Linked DNA regions of Mus musculus: regions 1, 2, 3, 4 and 6 are each linked to region 5. Evidence: chromatin contacts called from public Hi-C, Micro-C and promoter capture Hi-C data. All regions are on one chromosome and are shown on one strand. Each heading gives the region's core, a stretch centred on a gene start, on an enhancer-like site or on the middle of the called end of the contact. The rest is flanking DNA. Distances are from core to core; before and after follow the strand shown.

What was found. Promoter capture Hi-C pulls out the DNA fragments that hold promoters and counts their contacts. A called contact is a pair of places that touch in the nucleus more often than the background predicts. Capture Hi-C pulls out chosen DNA fragments and counts their contacts.
Region 1: a promoter capture Hi-C map of neutrophils shows a contact between it and region 5, with 6 times the contacts expected there. The contact joins the promoter of Afg1l here to the promoter of Fig4 in region 5. A contact is called at or near these places in 3 of 39 promoter capture datasets (liver, neutrophils and pre-B cells) and 2 of 9 other capture datasets (adipose tissue and liver).
Region 2: a contact with region 5 is called in a promoter capture Hi-C map of pre-B cells, with 5 times the contacts expected there. The contact joins the promoter of Snx3 here to the promoter of Fig4 in region 5. A contact is called at or near these places in 3 of 39 promoter capture datasets (hippocampal neurons, liver and pre-B cells), 3 of 484 Hi-C or Micro-C datasets (CD4 T cells, CD8 T cells and erythroblasts), 2 of 115 datasets of contacts at active chromatin or transcription factors (memory CD8 T cells and thymic regulatory T cells) and 2 of 9 other capture datasets (adipose tissue and liver).
Region 3: a contact with region 5 is called in a promoter capture Hi-C map of liver, with 4 times the contacts expected there. The contact joins the promoter of Sec63 here to the promoter of Fig4 in region 5. A contact is called at or near these places in 3 of 39 promoter capture datasets (hippocampal neurons, liver and pre-B cells), 1 of 484 Hi-C or Micro-C datasets (regulatory T cells), 1 of 115 datasets of contacts at active chromatin or transcription factors (thymic regulatory T cells) and 2 of 9 other capture datasets (adipose tissue and liver).
Region 4: a contact with region 5 is called in a Hi-C map of CD8 T cells, with 6 times the contacts expected there. The contact joins the promoter of Pdss2 here to the promoter of Fig4 in region 5. A contact is called at or near these places in 1 of 39 promoter capture datasets (pre-B cells), 3 of 484 Hi-C or Micro-C datasets (CD4 T cells, CD8 T cells and muscle stem cells) and 2 of 9 other capture datasets (adipose tissue and liver).
Region 6: a Micro-C map of embryonic stem cells shows a contact between it and region 5, with 11 times the contacts expected there. The contact joins the promoter of Amd1 here to the promoter of Fig4 in region 5. A contact is called at or near these places in 2 of 39 promoter capture datasets (embryonic stem cells and hippocampal neurons), 1 of 484 Hi-C or Micro-C datasets (embryonic stem cells), 6 of 115 datasets of contacts at active chromatin or transcription factors (bone marrow-derived macrophages, embryonic forebrain, embryonic stem cells and 3 more) and 1 of 9 other capture datasets (embryonic stem cells).

Annotation. Positions count from the first base shown.
Region 1 is chr10:42,476,990-42,480,054 of GRCm38.p6, forward strand. It overlaps Afg1l (AFG1 like ATPase), which reads right to left and starts at 1,576. Exons shown (of 13, transcript NM_145743.2): 1 at 1,274-1,576. The coding sequence starts at 1,412.
Region 2 is chr10:42,500,798-42,503,754 of GRCm38.p6, forward strand. Snx3 (sorting nexin 3) reads left to right here and starts at 1,257. Exons shown (of 4, transcript NM_017472.4): 1 at 1,257-1,695. The coding sequence starts at 1,534.
Region 3 is chr10:42,759,998-42,763,205 of GRCm38.p6, forward strand. It overlaps Sec63 (SEC63-like (S. cerevisiae)), which reads left to right and starts at 1,499. Exons shown (of 21, transcript NM_153055.3): 1 at 1,499-1,891. The coding sequence starts at 1,768.
Region 4 is chr10:43,220,123-43,223,190 of GRCm38.p6, forward strand. It overlaps Pdss2 (prenyl (solanesyl) diphosphate synthase, subunit 2), which reads left to right and starts at 1,364. Exons shown (of 8, transcript NM_027772.2): 1 at 1,364-1,938. The coding sequence starts at 1,640.
Region 5 is chr10:41,301,978-41,305,412 of GRCm38.p6, forward strand. It overlaps Fig4 (FIG4 phosphoinositide 5-phosphatase), which reads right to left and starts at 1,264. Exons shown (of 23, transcript NM_133999.1): 1 at 1,010-1,264. The coding sequence starts at 1,075. It overlaps Ak9 (adenylate kinase 9), which reads left to right and starts at 1,957. Exons shown (of 40, transcript NM_001370813.1): 1 at 1,957-2,028.
Region 6 is chr10:40,300,210-40,303,514 of GRCm38.p6, forward strand. Amd1 (S-adenosylmethionine decarboxylase 1) reads right to left here and starts at 1,979. Exons shown (of 8, transcript NM_009665.5): 1 at 1,540-1,979. The coding sequence starts at 1,649.

The DNA.
Region 1 (3,065 bases), core at 326-2,825, 1.2 Mb after region 5:
AAGGCTTCCTTCCTGCCTTTGTTTAAGCCAGCTTTGTAAATGAAACTTCAAACAAGAGGGGAAAAAGAAATAACCCTCCTGGGGTTATTTCTTGATGGCGGGTGTGGGGGGGGGGAGTAAAGAAAGGGGCAGAAACTGTAATCCAGACTCAATTAATGAGATTTATACTTCAGCATTTCTCTTGTTTATAAAATAGAAAGGAATATTTTTTACTTTACTTATTTTGTGTGTGTGTGTGTGTGTGTGTGTGTGCGCGTGCGCGCGCGCAAGAGAGGACAAGTGGTGGGTGTTGGTACTTCCCCTCTGCCATATGGGTCCTAGGGATTGAACTCAGGCTTGATAGCAAGGCCCTTTGCTAAGTGGGCCATGTAAAGCTCACAGTCTGGTATTTATTTCAATGACTGAGGGGGGAAAAAAACCTATCTTGAGACGATGAGAATCGGCATTTGCATATATATACTCTGTTAAATTATATCCGATTTTGAAGGTATATAAAGAAGCTCTTGGAGATGAGGAAAGGTGACTGAGGAAGACCATGAGAATAACGTCGTTCATTTGAAAATATCTGCTCATCAGACACCAATCACCATCCTACGTGCCAAGGAAATAAGGACACAGGGTTTGCTGTCTTTTGAGAAACCAGTCCAGTGAAGAGAGGTAAAATTAGCACTTCTGGGAAAGAGCAGCAGGAGGTTCTCAAGTTCGTGGCCAGCCTGTACCACACAGTGAGACCACGTGATTGTAATTTGGCTAACCACTCATTCACAGACACATGACAGTAGAACGAAAGAATCGAAGGTCAGGGGCAAAACAGATAAATGACAGACAAACAGACAAAGTGATGCCCTAGGAATTTAAGACTGCATCGAGAAAATGGGCGGGGAGGGGGCATAGGGTCCCTGACTGACATGACCATTAAGTCCATCACCAGCCTTAAGAGCCCAGATGGGTTGGGGTGAAAGGCTCCCCACACACCAACCCCATCTTGCTTACCCCCATCCCTCCAAGCCGGGCTCTTGCACACCTGCCCTCTCCAGGCCTGGGTTACCTGGGGAAGAACTGGGTTGGCCTCTGACCCTCAAATGGAAGTTACTCTGGGCAGCTGCCTGAGGCGCTCAGCGCTCTTTGGGGCAACGAGATGCAAAAGGTCAATAGACACGAACTCGTCTCTAGGATCCTTACAACTTGTGAAGCCACGGGTGCAGCTGGGAGGGATCAGACAGTGGGGTGACCCCAGGGCCTTGCGCGGCCCGCTCGTGACACGGTCACTGACCTTTCCACAGGGGTTTCCCAGGGCCAGGGGCCGGAGGAGGGATTGCGACGACCCGCGCCCCGCACCCAACACCTCTCCCAGTCAGCCGGCTGCGCGCGGCGGAGCGCAGAGTAACCAAGGGCGACCAGGAGGCCGCCATCTTGAGCTCCGTACAGGGAGGAAAACTTTATTGTAACCCAGAAGACGCGACGGAGCAGCCGGGTGCTGTGGCGCTCCAGGAGGCCACGCCTGAAAATGAGAGAGCGTTAAAGAGAGATGACCTCAAGCTTAGAAAGGCTGCAACGCCTGCCCTTCACGCCTTCCGGTGGGCCTTGGGACTACAAGTCCCGAGAGGCCTCGCGCCTTGAGGGGGCGTGTCCTGACAGTCGCGGGTGCGCCCCACCCCGCTGAGAGGCGGCTAGAACCAACTCTCCACCCCGCCCCCACTGAAACCCTAGTTCTCCAGGCCTGAGAAACCAATTGTAGCTTGTAGTAATAATCGTGAACCTTCTAAGACCGCATAATATGAAGGTGACCAAGAGGTATATATTATACCTCGTCCAATCTGCTATAATATAGCCTCAATTTACTTTTCTTTCGGTGTCCAACGTGTCTCTGAAGGGTACCTGAAATGTGTTTCTGCCACTTTCTGTTTGAGCTGTTGAGTAATAGAAATTATCTTCTATATAGCACATGTTTTCATGCTTTGAAGAAGCTTATAAGTGGGACAGGAAAGCCAAAGGGCCCAGACTGACAGCTGGTGGATGTGGCAGTCATGGGATGGTGTGACCACTTGAATTTGCGACTGCCCTCATTTGAGGCTGGCGACCCTTTGGCTAGATGAACGCTGCAGCTAAAGACAATAGTGGGATCAAGGAGAGAGCACTGTTGTGGAGGAGTACGGAGATTATATTTTTGTCTAGGTGTGTGTGTCCTATATTGAAAGCGATTCTTCTGGAGGCCAGAAGTGGGCATTGATCCCCCCAGAGCTGGCTGAGATTAAAGGCAGCTGTGGGCCACTCAACGTGGGTGCTACGAACCAAACCCTTGTCGGCTGCATAAGTTACACATTATTTAAACAGTTGAGCCACTTCTCTAGTCCATACAAGATTAACTTTTAACAAAAGACAAAGACCTTCCCAGGGGTTGTCGGGTGGTGTTCAGCTGATAGAGTGTTTGCCTAGTTAGCAGGAAGCCCAAGATTCACCAGTCTGGGAAGAAAAAGCACAAACAGCAATCCTAGCATTTGGGAAATGTAGACAGCAGGGTTAGAAGTCCAACTACATAGTTACATCCTTAAAAATAAATAAAACAACAACAACAACAACAAAAAAGTAAACCCTTCAACCGTGGATCATATCTAAAAGACCTGAACATTTAGCTGGGAATTATGGAAAACAAGAAAGTCTAGCATTCCTAGGAAGGAGGAAACAAAGTTTCAATTGTGTGACCAAAAAAGAGAACACTAAGAAGAATTCCAGGAAACCAAATTGTGGTCACCAGAAGAGGAATTCTGAAGAAACAGGAAATGGAAGGTGTAGTATGGCAGAGTAACTTCAAGCCTTTTCTCTGCTAATATGTCAAAGTATGTACCCACCCCGATGGGACTGAAGATAGTCTAAAGAGACACTTGTGTCTTCTTTCCCTTTGGCTATTGCACTACTGAAACAATGGCCCTAAGAAATCAAACTGCTCCCAAGAATCCCACGCTGGGACAAGGAAAAGGTTGAAGCCTGGTGCCAACCAGAAAAGGGAGAAGCTGGGCTCCCGGAAGTGACGTCACACGGTTCAGACAGTGCAGAACCAGCTTGTA
Region 2 (2,957 bases), core at 7-2,506, 1.2 Mb after region 5:
AATGGCTTTGTTCAGGTATTGGGTTGACAACCGGATGCACTAGCTCCTGGTATCCTGGTTCTTGGCACTCCCCTATCTTCCTGTCTCCCTTCAGCTTCCTGAGTCTTTCCCTGGTCCTTTTTTCCATTTTGTATAAAGGCTTCTCTAAGTAGCATTCCAAGTACAATTTGAGATTTACCGCTTAAAAACAAAACACATTTACCAGGATTTGTGGGAAACAAGAGTGGCCGCTTACCCAGACAGGGTTCCCGGCCTTCATCTTGTCTTTCTTATTTTGCTTTCTTATTTCAGGGGCCAGACCAGTCTTTAGGCACTGTTTGACCTTAGTTTGAGCTTATCAGGTTTAAAAAATTCCACTCCCTTATTTACTGCTTCGAATCTATCAGTGTAGAACAGGGTGACCTTGAAACTTCTGAGTCTCAGCCTTCTGAGTGCTGGCATTACATTATGCCGGGATTAATGTCCTTCTTGGGGACTGGACCCAGGACTTTATGAATCCTAGGCAATCAATCTACCAACTGAGTTACATCATCATTTTTTGTTTGTTTTTTGAGGGCTACTGTGTAGCCCTGGCTGTCAACTCACTCTGTAGACCAGTGGCCTAGAACTCAGAAATCCCGCCTGCCTCTGCCTCCACCACGCCTGGCTAAAAAGCCTTTTGTTTTGTTTTGGTTTTGTTTTGTGTTTTTTTCAAGACAGGGTTTCTCTGTATAGCCCTGGCTGTCCTGGAACTCACTTTGTAGACCAGGCTGGCCTCGAACTCAGAAACCCGCCTGCCTCTGCCTCCCAAGTGCTGGGATTAAAGGCCTGCGCCACCACCGCCCGGCTCTCCCTTGGTTTTTAAAGATAAGGTCTCATGTAGCCCAGGCTGGCCTCGAGCTCCTGATTCTCCGCTCTCCATTTGCCAAAGGTCAGGATTACAGATGTGTACTGATTCATTTGAGACGTTTATTAAAGGTTTCTAGAAATGAATTTCCAGGGATCACAGTGATGCACTGGATTGGCTGTCTTACAGCATAGGCAGTTTTGTCTCCTCCCTGCCGTCCCAACGACTGCCTTCACTGCGCCAGAACAGCTAAAATCGTTTCCGGAGTCCCTCCCCGCAGAGAAGCTGGGTCAGAAAAGCCGGAAACCCACACCTCCTCCCCAGAGCTCCCCTACTACGCCTGCGCGTCACTCGGCGGCGGCGCGCTCGCCCGAGGCATTGTGGTTATTGTAGTCTCCCCATATCCTTGGCGCCCACAGTCCCGTGACGCCGCCGCGCCTCAGCCCCACCCCGCAGTGTCCCTCGGGGCCGCCGCGGGGCCTGCGAACCGGGCGCGGCGTTCAGGCCAGTCAGCTGTTTCTCCCTGGGCAGAGGGCGGAAGCCCGAGCAGCCTGGGGCGGAGCTTCGCGCGGAACGAACGCCCACCCGTCCTACGTGCTCGTTCGTCTCCGTTCGCTGCGCGCGAGCCGGGAGTCCCCGCGGCGGGCGGCGGTGGCGTTGGCGGAAGGCGGTGGAGAGAAGCCCGCGGCTGCCGCGGCGACAGCGAAATGGCGGAGACGGTAGCGGACACCCGGCGGCTCATCACCAAGCCGCAGAATCTGAATGACGCCTACGGGCCGCCCAGCAACTTCCTCGAGATCGACGTGAGCAACCCGCAGACCGTGGGGGTCGGCCGGGGCCGCTTCACCACCTACGAGATCAGGGTCAAGGTGAGGCGTCCGCCCCTCTCCCGCATCCCTCGCTCCGGGGCCGCCAAGTCCCGCCGGACCCCGGCGCGGGGCCTTGAGGTCTCAGCGGCCGCCCAGGCCAGACGCCCCTGCGAGGCAGCTTGTCTGCGGGCGGAGGCGTGAGCCAGGGTTTCGCTCGCTCTCCGTGGACAGTTTGTATGGGGACCAGCTCGCTGGCTCCGGTAGAAGGTGCTGGAAGACGAGGGCGTGGGTTGAGCTCTGCTAGCCGAGATCTCAGGCAGCTGATCTGGGCTTGACATTTGAGTTGAAGAGGTAGATCTTTCGAGAACACTGTTCTCCGAAAAGAGAGCTAGGTGTGACTGAGGAAGAAAGGGGGAGGGGGGCGTGTGTGCGCAAAGTTGAAGCCCTCTCTCCCTCCCTGTCTCTTTTTTTTTTTTTTCCTGGACGCTTACCAAGACGTAGTGAAGCCAAGCTTAGCTGCTCTTTCCAGGCCTGTCTCAAGCTACAGTAAGAGTATCCTGGGCCGTACACGTCTGTGAGCAGAACTTGATGGCGAGTTCACGGGAGCGCGTCAGATTTTTGTGGTAGGGCTCAACCAAGCGGTTAGCAGCGATGAGAAATGGTTGACCTTAGCATGCTTGGCTGTCCTGCTGAAGGCCTAGGTGTGTGGAATGTCATCTTCCTCAGTGTCCAAAAAAGCAACTGCCCGGGACTAGGGAACCCTACTCATCTAAGTGTCTGGCTTTAGCTTTTTCACTTCAACTGAAAAAAGGAATAGGGTGAAGTAGAAACGTACTCTTAGAATCCCATAACTAATGGGGTTTTGGCAGTAAGTAATTTAGATGATTCGAGGGACACTAAATGAAAGTACTGCTTTTTTTACTCTGTAGAGCAGGATGGAAGGGTTTTTCCACATTTGAAAAAAAAACTTATTAAATTAATTCATTGCTAAAAATTAAATATTAAATAGTAACCATGAGAATTTTGGCCTTAGAGGACTCATGATCATTGTTAACATTAGCCTTTTTTTTTTTTTTTCGAGACAGGGTTTCTCTGTATAGCCCTGGCTGTCCTGGAACTCACTCTGTAGACCAGGCTGGCCTCGAACTCAGAAATCCGCCTGCCTCTGCCTCCCGAGTGCTGGGATTAAAGGCATGCGCCACCACGCCCAGCTTAACATTAGCTTTTATGTGAAGGAATTTCTTATTAAAGTAAGCACTTTTTGTGTGGTAAACAGAATTTGCCATCCTAGTCATTTTTAAGTTGTACGGCCCAGGAGTGCT
Region 3 (3,208 bases), core at 249-2,748, 1.5 Mb after region 5:
TGTAGTTAACTGACTAGTCTTGAAACAATCCTTAAACGCTGGTGCTGGTGTACAGCTTTATTCCCAGCACTCAGGAGGTAGAGGCAGGCTGATCTCTGTGAGTTCGAGGCCAACCCTGGCTAAAGAGTGAGTTCCGGGACAGCCAGGGCTACACAAAGAAACCCTGGCTCAAAAAGAAAAAAAAAAAAACACCCCCCCCAACAAAAAGCAAAGTAAACAAAACAACAACAAAACGGGCAGTTAAGAGCACTGAATGCTCTTCTGAAGGTCCTGAGTTCAAATCCCAGCAACCACATGATGGCTACAGTGTACTCATATACATAAAAATAAAAAATGAATCTTAAAAAAAAATACAGCAGAATGTTTGTACTTGCGCGGTAGCTTCTCTTTTTAAAGATATTGCACAGTTTCCTTTACTATTCACAGCGGTCCTGTGTAAAGTGCCCTGTGTCCTCTTGATCCACAGAGGGCAGTGCAGACACTGGGACCCACCCTGCTAAGGCCACCACTGGACTCTGGTGGGATCTTTGCAAGGTTAGAGGACTATCCTGCAGTTCAGCTGACTCCAGCTTGAGATTCGGTGGCCAGGAGCAGAGAGTGACTGCCTCTTCAGATTGCCCACAGGTTGCAGGGGAGTGCCAGCGGCTCTTTGGGGCGTCAGAGCGATCTGGGTTTGGATCCTCAAGCCCTGAGCAAACCCAAACCATTGAGCGTTACCTCTGGAAAATGTTTTGAGTCTGAATTTTCTCATCAATAGAGCATATATGACATTGGTTCTCAATATGTGGGTCCTGACCCTGTTAAGGGGGAGTTATCAAAAGACCGTTTTAGAGGGAGTATATATATCATGCACATCATATATTTACATTACAATTCGTAACAGTAGTAAAATTACAGTTATGAACTAGAAATGAAAATAATTTTACGGTTCGGGGTCACGACAACATGAGGGACTGTATTAAAGTGTGGCAGCATTAGGAAGGTTGAGAGCCACCGATCTATATTTTGCTTTATTTCATGTTTTACTGACAAATTGAAGACATGATCGCTTGGGTCACAGAAAGCATTAGTGAACTGGCAGCTCCAAATACCAAGGCTTTGGAACTCTGAGGAGTTCCTTGCTCCCTATTCTTTTCATTTATTTATTTTTCCTTGCTCCCTATTTTAATGGCACTTGTTTCCATGAGGTTCACGTGGAGGAAAAGTGAGAGGGATAGGAGAGAGTGGAGAGGTTTGGCAACCTCGCTTAGGTTGCAAAAGCTCAGGTCCCAATCGCACCTAGGACGCTCGCCTCTGCTCACTGCTTGGGGGACCCTGGCAAGAAAGCTCCTGGAATCCGGGAAGGGTGCTGGGAAGGAAAGCCTGGTAAGCAGGGGGCGGGACCCGGGGGCGGGCTTATGGAAAACAGAGGGCGTGGTCCGTGGCTCAGGGGCGGGGCCGCGGGCGGGGTCCAACAGAGTTTCTTTGCTGCGCGCGCCACGTCTCCCTCAGTGAGCGTGTGGAGGAGACGGCCGGGGAGGGAACAGCCGCGTGGGGCGGGAACTAGCTCCTCTCGCGAGAGTTGGCGACGGCCGCGGCGGCGGCGGCGGCGTGTCCGTGAGAGCGGCGTGGGGGCGGGGAGGAGAGCGGCGGCGGCGGCGGCGGCGGCGGCGGTAGCGGCGTCCGAGCTACGCCACACGGGGCCGGGGCGCTGGGAGCCGGGAGCCGGAGCGCAGCGCGGGGTCGTGGCGACGGCGGTGAGGGGAGCGCGGCGGAGGAGGCGGAGCCATGGCGGGCCAGCAGTTCCAGTACGATGACAGCGGGAACACCTTCTTCTACTTCCTCACCTCCTTCGTGGGGCTCATCGTGATCCCCGCCACCTACTACCTCTGGCCGCGAGACCAGAACGCGGGTGAGTCCCGTCGGCGGCCCGCTCTGGCGCGCTCGGGCGGACGCTCCGCTCCGCTCTTCTCCGCTCCGCTCCGGGCCGCGCCGTCCTGCCCGCCGGTGCTGCTCCGCGTCCCAGGGACGCCGCCTGGGCGGCGGGGCCTGAGGGCCGCTGTCCACGGGGCCGGAGCTCGGCGGCGATTTCCGGGGCTGTCCGCCCGCCTGCGTGGTCCGCGGGAGTTTGGCGGGGATCCGATCCGCATTGTTCTGGACGCCCCTCGCCTGCCGCCTCTTTGTCTCCCCAGCCTCGGCTTTGTTGGGTGTTCTTTCTGGAGGGAGCGGGCTGGGCTGGGACGGGGGGCGAGAGAAGAGTTGGCCGAGGGGGAATAAGAGCGTGTGGGCACAACTCCGCATCCTTCGCTCCCGTCACCCTTTCTCCCTCTTGTCCCGGTGTCCCCGCTGCAGCTGTTGGTACAGATGTTTGGGGGCACCCCTAAGCTGGGTGTCATGTTTGGGACTTCCAAGTGAGCTCACCAGCAGCCCACCCCGTCACTTCCTCCGGTTGCTTTTTTCATTTGTTCAATCACATCGTGGGGGTTGGAGAGCGCTGCCGTTATTCCTTTTATAAAAGCACAAATAGGATTTTCTCCGTTTCCTTTCCTCTGGAGTTTCCTGTTTACAACGGAAAAGTGCAGGCATGAAGGATTAAGCGGGATTCGTTGATGGAAGGAGGTAGTTGGTGGGGTCGCAAGCTCCTTTGCTTTTAGTTCTCGAGTCTTTCCACATTAAAGGTCGCGTCAGAACGCAACCCAGTGCAGTTTCCGGGGATGTTAGGTTTAAGATTGTAATGTTGGATTCTGTGTTGCACTTTACTAAGACATATGGCACCGGTTATTCTTAAAGCTGATGGCACTTACAGCAAGCGCCTAATGGGTTATTTCTGGTGGTGGTAACCATAATTAGTAGGTTTCGAGTATAACAGCGGCTCTGGGGGAGAGCGTTCTGTGTCTGCTAAGTTGCTTTTAGGTTGGGTGTGGTGATGATCTAAGTTGTCTAGGTTGTGCACTGCAGCTTGGGAAGAATTGTTAGCAGTGAAGCTCAGGACTTGTTACACTTTGAAGAGAGAGTTCAATGTCCTATAAAATTATCTAGTTTCATAATAGAACTCAAGTAAATTTAAGATAAAGAGCAAGCAACACTTGCATCTCTTTTGTACATTTCACAATAAGCGGAGTAGCAACAATTTACCCAAAGTTACTAGCCTCCGTCGTTTCTCATTCTGGGTTGCTTTATGAAATTTTCACTTCGGACTCTTGAGTTCTGTGTTTCCAAGTTTGTTTAG
Region 4 (3,068 bases), core at 114-2,613, 1.9 Mb after region 5:
TTTTCTAGTTCATTTACATAATGTGAGCTTAAAAAATACCAACTATGAATTTTGAAAGCTCACATGAATTTTAAAAACCATTCCTGAGTGTAAAATGTAGGTAACAAGTCGTTTATTATTTTTATATTACTGATCTTAATGTTACTTTTTTCTTCCCAAGGGATTGAATTTAAGGTTTTGTAATTTTTAATTTTTTTATGATTAACAAGGACTTCAACACTTGTTTTGTCTAATTAGAAAGGGCAAGATGCTAGACGTGCTTGAATAGGTGGCACCCGAAGAGCAGAGTGGCCCTCTGGCCCTCGTCTGTAATCCCAGGACTTGAGAGGTGGATGGGGTCAAGAAGTTACAGGTCAGTTTGCTACACAGTAAGAAGTCTCAGGCCACTGTGGCCTAGGGGAAAAAAAAAACGTTCCATCCAACACTGAAAGCGTCGTCACACTGACAATTTTACTTTAGCAATGAGAAAGAATTTTTGGTAACATATTACTTAATGTTGTGGTTAAGAGTATGTATTCAAATAACCAAATTGTTAGGTCGGGTATGTGGTTCCGAAGTAGAGCACTAGCCTAGCATTACTGCATGAGGCCTGGCCTCTATCCCTAGTACCCAAAGGAGAGGAGAAAAAAAGATACCAGATCCTCTAGGTTCACATTTTGCTTAATGTGACCATAACAACTTACAATTTGGCTGTGCCTCATTCCGTTCCCCCCCATCCCCCCTAAAATCCGGGGAATAGTATTATCTTTAAAACTCAACAAAAGATTAAGTGAGCTAATATGTGAAATGCACTCATGCCAGTGAATTTTCAGTCCCGGAGCAAGCGACGTTTCATTCCATTCTCACAGCATCCTTATTTTCTGGATTTTTCACAGAAATCCTGGCACTTCGGCCAGGAAGCTGAGGGAAGCAGGGCTCAGCCTCACCGATCCACTTGCGTTCCAGCTCTGGGGGGGCCGCGGAGGAGACGTCGTCGCCCAGCTAGCGGGGCCGCCCTCCCGGGTCCGCGGCCCCCACCAAGGGCCTAAGGCGCCCAGGAGCAAAAGGCTTCCGGACGAGCCTGCGCCACGGGCCTACGATCTCGCCGCGGACCCACGATACAGACATTTATTTACATAAGCTTCACTCTGCGTTGGGCCGGGAGAAACGCTGCAGAGACCCCGAGAGCGCCTAGATCCAGGGCTAGCGGGGTGCCAAAGGGCGGACACCGACGTCCTGGGGCACAGGCTCCCTTCCATCTCTCGCCTTCCGGTCATCACTGAGGGTCCGCCCCTTAGTGGGGAGGTCCCAGCTGTGCCGTAAAGTAAAGAGCACTCTTTGCCGCTCATCAGCCCGCCCCTATCTTTACGGCAGGCCGCATTTCATGCCTCCAACATGGCGCCCCCCATGTAGGCACTGGCTGTGGTTACCAGCGCAGGTATCCAGTGCAGTTCTGAGCAGCCGCTGGGGTTACGCCAGTCTGCGCTGCAGAAGCAGCAAACGTTATTCCTGGTTACGGCTCCAGAAAGCCATACTTCTCTGAGGGTTTGGAATCGCCGTCTCCTGTTAGATTCTGAAAGTTTCTCCTCAGCCCTTGTTTGCTTCCCGTGTCATTTCTGGCCACCTTCCTCAGGTCCCCGACCCTCTCAGACTCAAAACTATGAGCCTCCGGCAGCTGCTGTTGCGCTTGTCCGGTTACCTCGGGGCTTCAGGTCCCCCCAGTCGCCACTGGTGGTACTTCAGATCCCTCGACAGCATCTCCTCGGCGGGCTCCTGGCGCGGGCGCTCCTCCAGGTCACCGGCCCATTGGAACCAGGTGGTGTCCGAGGCGGAGAAGATCGTGGGCTACCCCGCATCCTTCATGAGCCTGCGCTGCCTGCTGAGCGACGAGCTCAGCAATATCGCCATGCAGGTGCGGAAGCTGGTGGGGACGGGACACCCTCTGCTTACCACTGCCAGGTGAGCGACCCATGGTAACTCTGGGTCTGGCCAGTTCCTTGATTCTAACTTTCTTTTGAACTTTTAAGGTATTCTTTGGTGTCCCTTTAACATTCTTCTACTTGGCCCAGGATAAATGGTTTTCGTAAAAGAAAAACTTGAACGTGTTTTACAGTTTCTCTTCACTTTTAGAGATGCAGATGCTTCATGGCTTGTCAAGGTATCAGAGATGTATACTTATTTAGTCACAGTCAAGAAGTGGTATTTTAAAAATGGAATAGAGCCGGGCAATGGTGGTGCATGCCTTTAATCCCAGAGCTTGGGAGGCAAAGGCAGTGCGATCTCTGAGTTCAAGGCCAGCCTGGTCTACAGAGCAAGTTAAGCTGTTTACCTACAGAAAGATTAAGACAAGAGAGACAGGCAGAATAGACAGCTCCGGGCAGTGGTGGCGCACGCCTTTAATCCCAGCACTTGGGAGGCAGAGGCAGGCGGATTTCTGAGTTCGAGGACAGCCAGGGCTACACAGAGAAACCCTGTTTCAAAAAACAAACAAACAAAAAAACCCCCAAATATCCAGGTATTGGACTATCTAGATTGAAGTCAGTTTCCTCTGACGCTTTTACCACTTAATGCCAGACTAGTGTTAAACTTGTCACTAGGGTTTAAAAAAAAATTTATCACTTAAAAAACAACTCATACCTCATGTTTCGTAGTTTATTTCAAGCACACAGAAAAGTTATGAGAATAAAACTAGTACAAAGAGGATTAGGGGAGATGTCTTTGCCAAAGTACTTGTTGAACAAGTCCTACAACCTGGTTTGGATCGCCAGCAACAAAAGTGGAGGTTTTTCATACCAGTACTGAGGATGTGAAAACTGGAGATCTCTGCAGTGTGATGGACATTTCGTCTAGCTAAACCAGCAAATTCAGTGCTAAACAAGAAACTCCTTCTCAAACTCAAAAGTGAAAAAGCAAACAAGAGCTGGACAAAAAGATGGCAGGTGGGCTTATGAATGTTCAAAACCACTAGCCATAGGAGAATTGCAGATTTACATTACTATGAGATCTGTCACAAAGTTAAGAGGAATGAAATACAGATTTACAGAAGGACATCCTGGTGAAGAAACAGAAAAACTAAATTTGGCATGTAT
Region 5 (3,435 bases), core at 14-2,513:
CCAGGGTTGGGGGTGCGGCGTATAGACAGGTAGAGCCTGGGCGAGGGACACTCATTGGCCAGCCAGTCTAGCAATATGGGAAGCTCCAGATTTAATGAGAGACATCTAGGGTCAACCCCTGGCCTCCAAACTCCTCCACGTGGGCACACATACCCACACACATGTACATGCACTACACACACACACAAATAAATTAAATTAAATAAAATTTCTAACAGGGTTTGTCGTCCTCAGCAACCGAGTTTTCATGGGTGCCACTGAAGACTTGTGGGAAAAGAAATTCTGTTTTATAAAGAATAGCATCTCAGCCAGGGCCTCAGAATGCTCAGCTTACCGGTGGGCTAAAATTCCCATGTGACAGTTTATTTACTCTCCTATTGAAGACTAGCCACAGTTCACTGAATATACCAAACGAGATACTCACACCCTAATATCATAGTGAAGGCCAGATTCAGATAAACCACACTATAGCAACTTTGTTTCCCAAGCACAGAAATGAGAAAAAAATAAGTTCTATTAGCACCGCTCTGCAAGCCAGAGAACTATTAACAGATGCGTCCGGGTCACAGAACCTCGAATCCCAGCAAAACAGTGCATGTGATTAAGACCAATCACGGTGATAGTATACCATGAAATCGCAAAATAGAAGCTACCTGGGCCAAGTTCACATTTTTTTTCATACCCCCTGACTTTACTGTAAGGAGTGGACTCAAGAACTTCAAGATTATGGGAAAGCAGAAAAGAGGAACTCTTTCAGAAGCTGTGTGCAGTTCCTGTGTGCCACAGCACCTGTCTGCACGCACTTCTTCCAGCCAGCCACATGTTCCTAAGCAAGACAGACCTGCAAACCATCCAGTGCTTGACTGCATGGCCCTGGCGGCCGAGCCTGCAGCGGCGCTGGGAGGAGAGGAGGGAGTACGGGGTGCTGCCTCTTCCCGACGACCCCACAGGGTGCCCCGATCCCCGCAGCGCAGTCCTCCCGCCCCGTCCCGTCGTTGTGGGTACTCACAGCTCTGGTCTCATACAGCACCAGCTTCTGGACCGAGCTGATGATGGGGGCAGCGGCCGTGGGCATGGCTCCAGCCAATGGCGGCCCCGCCACAGGGCACCAGGCCGCGGCCCAGGTCGTGACAGCGGCGGGGTTCCCCCTGGAGACAGAGCGAGGAGACCCCGCAGACCTCCAGCACACCAGACACAGCTGACAAAAACAGTGTCAGAACACCAAACGTTCAGCAGCGGGCTCGCCGGCTGCTTCCGGATTCCCTCAGCCCCGCCTCCCAACCAGCCCAGCCCAAACCGGAGGGGCGGGGCTACAGGATCACGGGGTTGCTGAGGGCGGACGCTAAGGGTGCCATCTTTCTTAAGGGCAGGCAAAAAAAAAAAAAAGAAAGAAAGAAAAAGAACCTGACTTATGTTGACCTTTAAAGAAAAGAAATCAGATGATTGGGTTCTCCTTTTGGAGCGGTTTCTCCGTGTTGTAATTGGTCTGTTTCTTCCTATATACTCTTTATTTTCCCGAAACCTGTCTCCTGGATGCCTGTGATTTTCCCCTGTTTTGTCGCCTATTTTATCTCCACGAAAGTCAATAAAGTTAATATTGTGGCTGTATGGCCCACAAATCTTTCTTAATTACATAAATGTGGCGCCTTTGGTATTTGCACATTTTATGTGTGAGGCTAACGGTCTGAATTCTAAAAGGGACCGTGCTGTGTAGGGCGAGCGCGCTGCTGTTAAGAGTCAGTTCTAGTTAAGATAAGGTTTTCGCGTTTGCTGTCTGGGCATAAGTAGGTAATATATGCACTCGCTCTGTTGGTCACCTCTACACTTTGGGAAAGGTGTTTTATAATTATGACTACATTTAAACACAGGCTTAAGAATTCACTTTGAATTACAGCTCCACCTCCCGAGGCCCCGCCCTCCAAGAGGCTCTGCACGCCGCCCACAGGTTTCCAAGGCAACCGCCTAACAGCTACCTAGAGCCTCAGTAGAGCCTCAGAAGATAGCTGCTGTCGCGTCCCCGGTCCACAGGTAAGCAGAGGCAGGGAATTGTCCACATTCTGGGTGCATTTTGCCATCAGTTGCAGGAAAGTACACTTCCGGCGGGGACCCCACACCAGTTGCTTTTCTTGCAAAGTTAAACCACGATCTCTTCATAAATCGACTTTTCAAAACCAGTTCTCCTTTTAGCTAAGGTATTTATCTCACAAATGCGGACTAAAGACTTGCCTGCCCCAAAGGGTAACAGTGGCCGCTAAAGTAGCACAGGCAGGAAGTGCTAGGTTTCACAGGGACCCCTCGCTATATTCCAGAATTCACCGCTAGAGGGCTCTCATACTGAAAAGAAAAAGGTAATTATTAAAATACAAACAAATAGCTGAAGAGGATATTAAAGTTTGCTGTAGATTCAAGGCAGGACGTTACAAGGTTTTTAGAGTATGATTATCTATTATCTATTATTGGTTTTGTTTCAGTTTGATATATCTTTTTTATTGAGAAACTAGAAAGAAAGAGGGCAGGAGTCTCAGTTATGGCATTTTATGCTGGTGGGGGGGTGGGGGGGTACGTGCGTGTGCGTGTAAGCCAGAGGCTAAGCCAGCAAGCCCCAGAGATCCACTTATCTCCATCTTGAACTGCATCTTTTAACTTTTCCATTTCACAATGGAAACCAGCTCTTCCCAATGCAAGCTAAACATCTGCAGAGCATTTTGGTTTAGGAAAGTCACTTTTTAAAAATAAATAGTTCTGATTTTCAAATATTGTTTTCCATTATTATTTTATACTACAATGGAGCACTTCCCTTTGAGAATTTTCTTAGTTTACATCACCCAGGAGCCAAACTGATAACAAACAAATGTGCCAAGTTGTTTCTATAAGGGTGATCCCAGGAACAGAAGCTGGGCAGGGAGGGGCTCTTGGAAAAGGGGGTATTGTCACACAAGCTTCTCTGTCAGCTAAACTCACTGGGAAATGGGGAGTACATACCTTGGAACCATTCCCTTTCGGGGGAGCAGGCGGGGAGGGACGTTGTGTTTACTCGCCAACTCCCGTGTATTACTGGTTGAAGCCTGCTAGGCAGAGCTCGGTGTCTTGGAACTTCCAATTTGCCTGAGCTCAAACAGAGGGGACGTGGCAGCTGGAGGAAGTTCATGGACAGAGCCCACATGCTGGTATCCAAAAGTCCAGCAGTGACCTAGAAAAGTTGCCTGACATGCATGAGGAGAGATCTGCTGTACTCCACCCTGTAACCACTCACACCCACTGTCCCCACACCAAGGTCACACCAGCCCAGCCCATCACCAGTCCCTGAAGACAGTAACTCGAGAAGTTAATGAGGTCAGCTGCAAAACCCCAGGTCTCTAACCGCTCACTCATCTCCATCTCTAACATTTCTAGGTCTTCCTTACTCTTGGTCAAAACTAATGTGAGTCTAAGCTG
Region 6 (3,305 bases), core at 729-3,228, 1.0 Mb before region 5:
TTAGCCTATGGCTATTTTGCCTATACGTGCCCCACAGATGTGCAGGGTCCTCAGGAGTCAGAAGTGGGCGTCAGATCCCCCGGAATCGGAGTTAGATGGTTGTGAGCTGCAATGTGGGTGCTGAGAATTAAATCCGGGTCCCCTGGACAACTAACTATCTAGTATCTAGGACCCTTAACCTCTGATCTATTTTTAGAATCCCACTCTGGTACTTCCAACTAAGTTGAGAACGAAAATCTTCTCTTTATCAACAAGAAATGTTTTTTGTAATTTCCTTGCGTACCCCTCTTTCAGGTCGTACCAAGATTTTCTAGGAAATAATCCTGGAAGCACCAGCTTTCCGAGACGCCTATCACAATCAGCTTTCCATATCTGTAAAAGAGGTAAGCTTCTCTATGCTTACTATGAGAAAACGTCAAGGGTTTGTAACTGAAAATGGCACACACTTCACATGAGGATCGAAAACTGAGACCTTAGCACTTCGGGTACATTTTTTTCCCTACAATGGAAACGTCTGCAGCAACTAGTAGGAACTGCGTTTCCCAGTGTGCCTTAAAGTCTCGGCAGCACGTGGCCGCTGGGATTCTCTTCTCGCTTTTTGTCAGAGGACGGTTGCACCGCGCAGCCAACATTCCTAAAACGCCCATTGGTCCACACCCTGGGGCCAGGCTCCGGAGGGGCCCAGGAGCTCATTGGTCCGCCTCTCAATGAACCGGACCACGCCGGTTCCTCCGCCACTCTAGTCCCATTAGTGCGCTTCGGAGCACGGCGGAGCCCGGGTACCGGCCACCAAAGCGGGAGGCTGGTGTCACCGCCGCCGGGTCCATGCATCCTCAGTGTCATCCGCGCTTCAATGCTCGACTCTCCCAGCGAGGTCACTAGCAACTCTCCGCACCACCTCCCGTGTCGGGTGTGAGCAGGGGGCCCGCAGGTCTCCTTTGCTCCAGCTTAAGGCATTAAGTAAAATAGATCTTCGGGCTGACAGGCTTGTACCCCGGGAAGCAGGCAAACCCTCCAGCACCCCGCTGCGCTCTCCCGGACTTCGCCTCCGTAACAGGTTACACAGCCCAAGGTCAGGAGCCTCCCGGGCAAAGCCCGCGGAGGGTCCCGAGGCGCCCCGCTCTGCTGCAGGGCACGTCCGGGCGTCGGCGGGGCCCGGCACTGCGACACGGCCGCTCCCGCCCAATCCCGCCGCCCGAGCGAGCGCCACGCGCGGCCGCCTACCCCGCGGCGGGAGGCCTGCTGGTCGCCCCGCGGCCCAGGCCCACCCAGCTCGTGCTCCGCCCGCCCCTCACCCAGCCACACCTGCCGGAGGGCCGCGTGCCCCCCGCCGGAGCCCGTCAGCCCAGCCCCGCCGTCCGCCGGGGACGTTACCTGAGCACGCGGCCGCGCCGGCCTCCTCCCCTCCCCCAGGCGGCGCAGGCGGCCCCGCAACGGCGGCGGGAGAAGCCAGTTCCCGCCCGCCGACCTGGCCCCACCTGAGGCCGCGACTCGTGCCTCGCAGTCGGCGGCGAGCCGCCCTCAGGCCCAGGCACCCACCTTGGGATGGTACGAAGATCCCCAGATCCCTGGCTTGCGTCGGACTGCTGTCTGGAAAACCAGACCTCCAGCAGTTTCTCCGTCCCTTCGAAAAAATGTGCAGCTTCCATCACCGTGAGACTAGCGAACAACCAACAACCACAGAAAATCAACTAAATTAAATCTCTTCTCCCGCCGCTCCTGCCGCCGCTGCGGATTGTTCCAGCTGTGTTACTAAAGTTCAGGTTCCTTTTTTTTTTTTTTTTGCTATAATTTTATATTAACTTTTTTTTAAAAAAAGGACTAATAAAATTTTCCCGGCTATTTTCGTGAGCGAAAGTTGAACGTGAGTCTGTTGGAAATAGAGGCAGATACAGTTCAGTCTCTTGTAGTCCGCTGCTTTCCCGTTAGGAGAGTTGAGCGAGCGCTAGCTAATGTCGCCGGCCATACTGTGTAAGCGAGGGTTCTGCGTGAGCGCAGACCTTATATAAGCATCCTCCCCGACAGGCCAGGAAGTGACGCCATCGCCCCGCCCTCAGGGCCTCATAGGGACCGCTTCGTGTCAGTCAAACGTCGCCGAACGCCGGCTGGCTGGCGGTGGGCCCACGGGGAGTGCAGGGGACTACCAGCTTGGTTGCAGATGGAGCTGCCGCTGTCCCTTGAGCGGGAGACCGCTCTGTTGTCCGGCTGGGGACTTGGGAATCTGGGATTACTTGTGGAGCTGGTGGGGAGAGCGGGAGACAGGCGAGGCTGTCCCACGCTGCACACAGCTGGTTAGCAGAAAACAGGAGGGAGTCTGGAGGGGTGTCGCGGGGCTCGGCGGGGGCGGTGGCCACTGCTGGGTTGGCGTAGTGCTTTGATCCTGTGCGGTTTCTCGTTTCAAGCCGAGGTGGTTTTTGGCTTTTTAAAAAAAATTTTTTTAAACCATTTTTTCACGTGTTTCCACGAGACGAACGCAGCCTAGGCAATAAAATTGTCAGTGACGTACGTGTGGCCCGGGGTCGGATTGGAATGCGCTTTAATTCTGCTTGTGCTTTATCTGATGTGGGAATGAAGGCAGTTCTCCACGGGTTTACACAATAGCCAGAAGCGTCGTCTTCCTATTTCAAAAGAGAAAAGAGAAAAGCAACGTGGCGCCCAGCCTTGGAGGGCTCCGGCGCTATCTACCCCCCACCGTGTGCCTAGCCTAGCTTAGGAGTTGGCCGCCTTCCAGCAGACACCTATCAACCCGTACTCCATTAGGTCAACTGGTGGATATTTAGTTTGCAAAACTTCCTAGGAACTAGCTTTATTAAGTATAATACGAGGTTATTTGATATTTTTCTTAGGCTATTCTTAAAGGGGTGAACTAATTGAAAGTATTCCTCACAACCACCAGTACCACGCAAATTTACAAATTTGCCTAAAATTGCCTAAATGCCTAAAAAGGATCTTCGCGAGTATATAATAATAATGTAAATGGGTAGCAAAGAGTTTTCACTAATGATAATCTAAAGTATAAATTAGGGGTCAAATCCAAGTAGGATTTTGTTTTGTTTTTTTTTTCTTCTGCTATCTTCCTTTATTTATATTTGCAGTATGAAACACAAGCTCTGCACACATACTTGCACACTCACACCAGCCTGGGGGAGGGAGCTGGGACAAGGCCACTTTCTTTCTTTCTTTTTTTTTTTTTAATCTTAAGAAGCAAAAGATGTTAACAAAGTTATTAGTTACTTGGAAACACTGGGGGAAAGTCACCAAGCTCATAAAATTAAAAATGATTATAGTCACAAGACAAAGGGACC